Linked DNA regions of Arachis hypogaea: region 1 is linked to region 2. A link is a contact called in public Hi-C data. All regions are on one chromosome and are shown on one strand. Each heading gives the region's core, a stretch centred on a gene start, on an enhancer-like site or on the middle of the called end of the contact. The rest is flanking DNA. Distances are from core to core; before and after follow the strand shown. Region 1 holds the start of LOC112762406 (serine/threonine-protein kinase CTR1). Region 2 holds the start of LOC112763180.

Evidence for each region. A called contact is a pair of places that touch in the nucleus more often than the background predicts.
Region 1: a Hi-C map of leaf shows a contact between it and region 2, with 5 times the contacts expected there. The contact joins the promoter of LOC112762406 here to the promoter of LOC112763180 in region 2. A contact is called at or near these places in 2 of 8 Hi-C or Micro-C datasets (both in leaf).

Annotation. Positions count from the first base shown.
Region 1 is chr17:39,380,121-39,383,956 of arahy.Tifrunner.gnm2.J5K5, forward strand. It overlaps LOC112762406 (serine/threonine-protein kinase CTR1), which reads left to right and starts at 1,651. Exons shown (of 16, transcript XR_003182672.2): 1 at 1,651-2,258; 2 at 2,356-3,497; 3 at 3,581-3,836.
Region 2 is chr17:39,235,352-39,239,483 of arahy.Tifrunner.gnm2.J5K5, forward strand. It overlaps LOC112763180, which reads right to left and starts at 2,553. Exons shown (of 3, transcript XM_025808916.1): 1 at 2,456-2,553; 2 at 2,023-2,218; 3 at 1,621-1,947. The coding sequence starts at 2,553. The coding sequence ends at 1,621.

The sequences.
Region 1 (3,836 bases), core at 401-2,900, 140 kb after region 2:
GTTAGTTTAATACCTAAACTATAATTGTTTGAATTAAAATTTGCAACTAAAAATATCAAAAAGAGAAATAATGAAATTGGAAGACACGTAGAGTCATCAATTTATATAAATTAAAAAAACATGGAGAATTCGAAATTTATCTTTTGAGGAAGAGAAGATAACCACTAGATAAAAAATAGAAAAAGAAGGTTAAAAATATAAAAATAAGAAGAGGCCAGGGTTTAAGAGAATAAAAGAGTGGTGACACAAAAATTAAATTTGATTAAATTAAATAATAGTCAAAATGATAGAAAAATAAAAAAATAAATTTAGAACTTTGGCAAATTAAATTTAATTTATTTGTAGTAGTAATGAAGATATATTATATATAATTATTTTTTAAAAAAAAGGTTAAAAAATACAGTAGGACAAGTGCCCCTCATTATTGTTGTTATTGAATTCGTCCCTAATTATATCATTTGAGTTATAATTTGTTGATCTCTAAAAATAATATTTTTGTGTATTTATATCTATTGTTTTATATATTTATAGATTCATTATACTTGTCGATAACACTTTATACAAATTATTAACATTTCTCTAATATATAATACACATTAAAAATATATAAAATCATATAAATAAATATACACAACTATTGTTTTTGGGAGTGCATATAATATTTTTGAGAAATAGGTAACTACAAAAATGTATTTGTATGATTATATATAACATTTCAGTAGCTACTCATATAAAAGTGGCTAGAATAGCTTTCATATGAAGATAATATAAATGTCGTTGTTGAACAGTCAAATAAATTTGATTAAATTATTTGACATAACAAATTTTACATCTCATCTATTTTCTTTATCTAAAATTCGTTCTAATTTTCAGGAAAATAATTACCAAACATCTCTCCTAATTTAACTGTTTAGGCTTTAAAAGTAAAGTTATATTATATTAAAGTATTAAACTATATTAATAAGAATAGAATTCAAATTCAATCCAATAATAAACCCCACATAAGTTAGCATAATATCACAAGTAAAATTACTACAACAAATAAATATGAAAAGAGCAATGTGAGAAATTCTTTTCCGGTTAGCATCAACAGACTATTTTAAAGTTATTTTTTATTTATTTTAAAATTTATATTTTAAATCATAAATTATTAATTTATAATATTAAATTGTAAATTAAACTATTAATATTAACTAATTAAAATTGATTCTCCATATTTTTATAAAAAACCAAAAGTTTTAATTTATCTTTTAATTAGTTCTTTAATTTTTAAAATATTTAAAATTATTTTTTTTTGTTTTCTAAAAATATAACATATATATTTATAAAATTTTATTCTTTCAAATATTAAAAACTTATAAATAAGAATTAGAATTTTAAATTATTACTCAATAAATATTACCAAAAAGATCAATTATATTTTGAGTAAGTAATCTAATAGTATTATTATGGGAGTGAATTTTCTTAATTTTTTTAATTATTTAATAAAATATAATATTTTAATATTTAATAATTTTTTGCATATTTTTTATTGGTTTCAAATATAAAGTAAAAAAGTTATACATACCTCACAAAATAACTGAGAAAAAAAACGAGAGAATCCATTTTCGTAATATTACTATATATACAACACATGATTAATCAGTTAATCTGCTACATTGTTATCTGGTATTATCTGCTGCAGCTACCCACCCACAGAATCCCGTTACGCGCTACATTACCATCCCAGTTCCCAGGCCACTAATGGCGCCCTTCGCACCTCATCGTTAACGTGTCCTCTCCCCATTGGCACCCCATATGACGTGTCGCCTCACCGAGACATATGCACTCTACCACCCCCAGCTCACTTTAGCATACCGACTTGGTATATATAATTCTTTTCCATTTCCCACCCAATTCAATATCCCAAAAACTTCGCATAAAAAAACACACTGCCTTCGTCACGCACTAGCCAAAACCAGCTTTTCAGGACTTAGTCTCACACAAACACAAACTCTAACACACTCTTTCCATATCTCTTTTCCCATACTCTCTCCACCGCCTCGGAAGTCCAAAACTTCTGCACTGCAATACCCATTGGTGGATTTTTTGTTTTTGGCTAATATTCTTTATTAATTATTTATTTATAGTACTACATAAACTTCCACTCTAAGCATTCCCTCTTGGGTTCTACGAGAGGTCATCAATTGCCTCATAACTGAAACCTCGTCATCAATTAAGTCTCTGTTATCACGCAGCGTTGAACCATAAATTTGCAGGTGCTTCATTTTAAAGTGAAATTTCTATAAGATTAGTATTTATAATGATATATGTTGCAGCTTAACAACGTTTACGTATGTTATGTGCATGTTATAGTTTGAGGGAACAAGAAGACGACGACGACCACCACGAACAACACGACGACGATTTCAGAGGACAGTGGTTTGCACGGGACAAGTCCGTGCATCATCTTCAAAAGCAGCGATATTTACAACTGTGATTGTCGTAGGTGCGTAAGGATCTTCGTGTGGGTGGGTGGTTAAAATAGAAAAGAAAGGAGAAAAAAGTGAGTTCACGGTTTGTGAGTGAATAATAAAGAAACAAACAAGAAAAGGAGAAAAAGAAAAAGAAAAAAGGCAAAAAAAATGCCTCATAGAGCAACTTACATTTTCCCTAGGCAATTTCCAGAGAGAGGGTTGGATGAATCTGCGAGGCAGAGATTGGATCACGAGAAGAAGAGACTCGTCAACTCTGTCAAATCACCTGATAATGATAATAATTTTGGCACTGAAAACGACGTCGCGTCTTCAACGACTACTACTACTGCTACTGACACACCTGTTACTACTGCTCCTCACTCCAAAGACGTCGTCGTTTTTCCCTCGGGGAAACACTCGGCTGTTTCTGACCTCTTCGCCGGCGCCGGCGTTGCCGGAGTAGGCAGGTTCAGGGCAAAGAGCAAGCAAATCGCCGCCTTCTGTAACTGGATCAACGATAAGAAGCGTGATTCTGGTAACCGATTGGATTGTCGCCGCCATGCTTTGGCGGCAGCGGAGGAGGAGGAGGATGATGACGATCACGAAATGTTGGTTCCTCCCACGGCGGCGGCGGGGACGGTCAAAGATTCCAGCGGCGGCGGAGGCGTTGACCAGAGCTTCGATCGGCAGGTGTCGCTGCCGCGGTTGTCGAGTGGAAGCAGCTACGCCGGGAGCTTGTTCTCCGGAACGACGACGTTCGACGGCACCGCCACATTTTCCAGCGACATTAACACCATTAACATCAAAGACGACTCCTCGTCCCCCAACGCAACAAGGAAGCACCACCACGACGAAGAAGAGGAGCAAGATCGCAACAACAATAACATCGATAACAGTTATGCTAGAAAGTACAAAGAAAGCTACTACCTCCAAGTCACATTAGCGAAGAGGCTCGCTTGCTTAGCAAGCCTCAGCACGGAACCCTTTCTCATCACCGCAACCGAGACTTGGGATGCTGAATCCGTTTCTTATCGCTTATGGGTAAACGACACTATTTTACCATCAACATATTTTTTTCCTTTTGGCTTCGCTGAATGTTTGAGTGCGTTTTGTGTGTTGTTCAGGTGAATGGGTGCTTGTCGTACACGGATAAGATATCGGATGGTTTTTACAACATACTGGGTATGAATCCATACCTGTGGGTGATGTGCAACGAGAACGAAGAAGGGAAGAAGCTGCCTACGCTGATGGCGCTGAAAGCAGTTGAGCCGAGCGAATCGTCGATGGAGGTTGTCGTTATTGATAGGCACGAGGACTGTCGGCTTAAGCAGCTTATGGATAAAGCGGAGGAGCTGTATTGTGAATCGGAGAACTCGTTGG
Region 2 (4,132 bases), core at 1,303-3,802:
CATCACGTTTGCCCCTTTTCTTCATCCCCAAGTTACCTCAATTTCCTAGCTTCAACTAACTACTAGGCTTAGTATTATATTTTATAACTAAAAGGATGATAATAGAGGTTTAGGAGTCTGAAATTTGATTTAAAAACACAAAATCCAGTTTTGCAGAAAACAGGGGCCACGCGTACGCGTTTGTATGCATTTAGGCCAAGACGCGTACGCATCCCCGGATTACGCGTACGCATATGCGCATGGTCGCGTATGAGAAACTTGCGTACTCATAATCCTCAAGTCACGCGCACGCATCGGCCACACGTACGTGTGGGCGTGCAAATTTAGCCCATTACGCGTGCACATAGGTCCGAAAGCCAAGTTATGGGTCGCTGAAGTTCGGCCAAAAACCAAACTTCACAAAAACTTCAAAATCTCGTTTTCTTTTTAAAACTCATTCCAACCCAACTCATCCTACCTATAATCATCAAAATAACATACCTTTAACAATATCACAACAATCTTTACAATCCTACCATTTCTCAACTCAACAACATCTCACTTCAACCTTTCAATACAATAGAATATCATTTCACTTATTCAACATACATATACATACACATACATAACATCATCAATTCATCATTCTTGGTTCATTCAACAAGCACCCCAATTCATGTCACAATTCTTACTAAAATCACTAACCATTAAGTACATTCATACGTTCCAACCTAACATATGGTCATCTAGTCTAAATTTTCACAGAACATTACATATTAAATATGTGAAACCTAAACCATACCTTGGCCGATTTTCACGTATTAACCAAGGCAACTCACTTAGGCAAAAAGGGCAAGGCTTTAATCACCAAAATTTAACTCTAACACCCACCAAGCTCTCAAATCAAGCTTCCAATGATTCCAAGGTCTCCATATCATGCATTCATACACCTAACACATATATATACATACATATACCCAAAAACTCAATATCCAACATAATCAAAACAAGAAATAGCTAGGATTTATAGTCCTTACCATGTCCATGGACTAAATGAACTAAATCCGACAAGCTCCATAAGCTAATTTGAACCTAGAGAACCAAAATTGACAAAATCTCAACATAGAGGCTCAAAATTTTCGAAAATTAAAGGGGTAGAGAAACTGAGGTGAGATTAAAGCTTAACTATAAATTGATCCGATAGAATCGTAGAGCTTGACGCGCTGGACGTGTGGCCGCAAACGGTGCGGCAATCGGAGCTCGCAGCTGAGAGTTATGGTGGTTAGAAATTGGAACAAGGGTTTAGAACCCTTTTCTTCCCCTCCTTGTGTTTCAGTGTGCTTTTTGCTAAATTGGGGAGGAAGATGAGCTTTAGCTCATTTAAGTGATGGGTCCAGTTTAGCCCACGGATCCGGTTTGGATCTGGTTCAATCGGTTTTATCTATTCGGTCCAATCTTGGGCCAAATTCTTCGAAATTAGTGTCAAAATTCTCGTTTTAAAGAGCTTTATCCTATTTCAATATAATATTTTCATTTTTAATTTTCCTTATTAAAATTTAATTTATTGACCAATTATTTACTAATTTAGTGGGGTTTATATCCTACACACCTAATTAAGAATTTTGCCCTCAAAATTCAGATTCAATTACCTGAAAAGAGGTGTAGGTAGTCCTTCTGCATATCTGACTCGAGCTCCCAAGTCTGCTCTTCAATACCAGCCCAACTCCAAGCTACTTTCACTAATGATACTTTCTTTCCGCGCAAACGCTTAATGCTGGTATCATCAATCCTAACTGGAGTTACTGGAAGCGTCAGATCTTCCCTTACTTGAATTGATTCTGGTTTTAGGACATGACTTGCGTCAGGAGTATACTTCCGAAGCTGCGACACGTGAAATACGTCATGCAGGTTTGAAAGATGCGGCGGTAAAGCGATCATATAAGCCACTGGTCCAATTCTCTTCAGGATCTTAAACGGTCCAATGTAACGGGGATTCAGTTTCTTTGTCCTAATAGCTCTTCCCACTCTGGTGGTTGGAGTAACCTTCAGAAACACATGCTCTCCTTCCTCAAAATCCAAAGGATTCCGCCTCTGATCAGCATAACTCTTTTTATGGCTTTGAGCTATAAGCATTCGGTTACGGATCTTCTTTATCTGTTCTGTGGTCTCAGCTATCATCTCAGGCCCTAACAAGCTCCTTTCTCCAGCTTCATACCAACATAGCGGAGATTGACATTTCCTACCTTACAAAGCCTCATACGAAGCCATTCCGATAGTCGCATGGTAGCTGTTGTTATAAGCAAACTCCACTAGGGGCATATACCGATCCCAGTTCGCCGGCTGGTCCAAAACACAAGCTCTCAACATATCCTCCAAAGTCTGGATTGTTTTTTTTGACTGACCATCCGTCTGAGGGTGATATGCAGTGCTTAGGCTCAATTGAGTGCCAAATGCTCATTGAAAGGCTTCCCAGAACCTTGATGTGAATCGAGGATCCCTGTCGGATATAATGGTGGAAGGTACACCGTGTAATCTCACAATTTTCTTAATGTATAGTCGCGCTGACTCCTCCATCGTGCAACTTATCCGAATGGAGAGAAAGTGAGCCGATTTGATTAGTCAGTCCACAACCACCCAAATGGCGTCATAACCCATCCGAGTCTTAACTAAGCCCGGTACGAAATCCATTGCAATACTCTCCCACTTCCATTGTGGAATCTCCAAAGGCTGAAGGGTTCCTGATGGTCTCTGGTGCTCAATCTTAACTTTCTGGCAAGTTAAACACTTGGAAATGTGCAACGCCACATCATTTTTCATTCCAGGCCACCAGAACATCGTCTTTAGATATTGATACATCTTGGTGCTTCCCGGATGGATTGAGAATCCGGTCTTATGAGCTTCCTTCAGGATGCTTTGTCGTAAATCTTCGACATCTGGCACAATAATCTGGTCCTTGAACCTCCAAAAACCATCCTTGTATTTTGACACTCTCCACTGTTTGCCTTGCTCAATCTCCAGCAAAATCTTATACAATTCTTTGTCATTCTGATGAGCCTTTAGGAGTTCAGCTTTGAAATCACTTGAAATAGGTAGTTGACTTAAGCACAGAGTCACAAACTCTTCTCTAACTCCCAGTTTCAAACCTTGGAAAGCTCTTAATAACTCTTCCTCTCGCAACATCATCCAAGCAGCACAAAGAGACTTCTGGCTCAAGGCGTCTACTATAACATTCTCCTTTCCAGGGTGGTAGTTTAACTCAAAGTCATAGTCTTTCAGAAGCCCCATCCATCTTCTTTGACACATATTCAACTCTTTCTGCTCAAAGAGGTATTTCAAACTCTTGTGGTCTGAGTAAACTTAGAACTTAATGCCATAGAGATAATGCCTCCAGATCTTCAGAGCAAACACAACAGCAGCAAGTTCTAAGTCGTGAGTTGGGTAGTTCATCTCATGTAGCCTTAACTACCGTGAGGCATATGTCATAACTTTATGGTGCTGCATCAGCATGCACCCCAGACCCTTCAGTGATGCATCGCAGTACACTTCAAACGATTCACTCGGCTAAAGCAAAACTAGCACAGGTGCAGTGGTCAACCTCTGTTTCAATGCCAGAAAACTTTCTTCACACTCAGGAGTCCAAACGAAAGGCATATCTTTCCTAGTCAGCTTGGTTAAAGGTAAGGCGAGCTGTGAAAATCCCTTAATGAATCTCCGATAATAACCTGCCAAACCTAGGAAACTCCTGATCTCCGTCACTAAAGTTGGTCGCTCCCAATTCATCACTGCTTCAACCTTAGCAGGATCTACTGCTATTCCCTGCTTGCTCACCACGTGGCCAAGAAACTTCACCTCTCTCTTTCAAAATTCACACTTAGATAGCTTAGCATACAGTTTCCTATCTTTCAAGATTCGCAGCACAGTCCGTAAGTGATCCGCATGATCATCTTCTGTCTTGGAGTAAATAAGAATGTCATCGATGAATACGACAACAAACTTATCTATATACGGATGGAAAATTCTATTCATGTAATCCATGAATATTGCCGGAGCATTAGTCAACCCGAAAGACATCACTGTGTACTCATAATAACCATAACGCGTCCTAAAAGCAGTTTTGGGAATATCCTCATCTCTAACCCTTATCTGGTGGTAT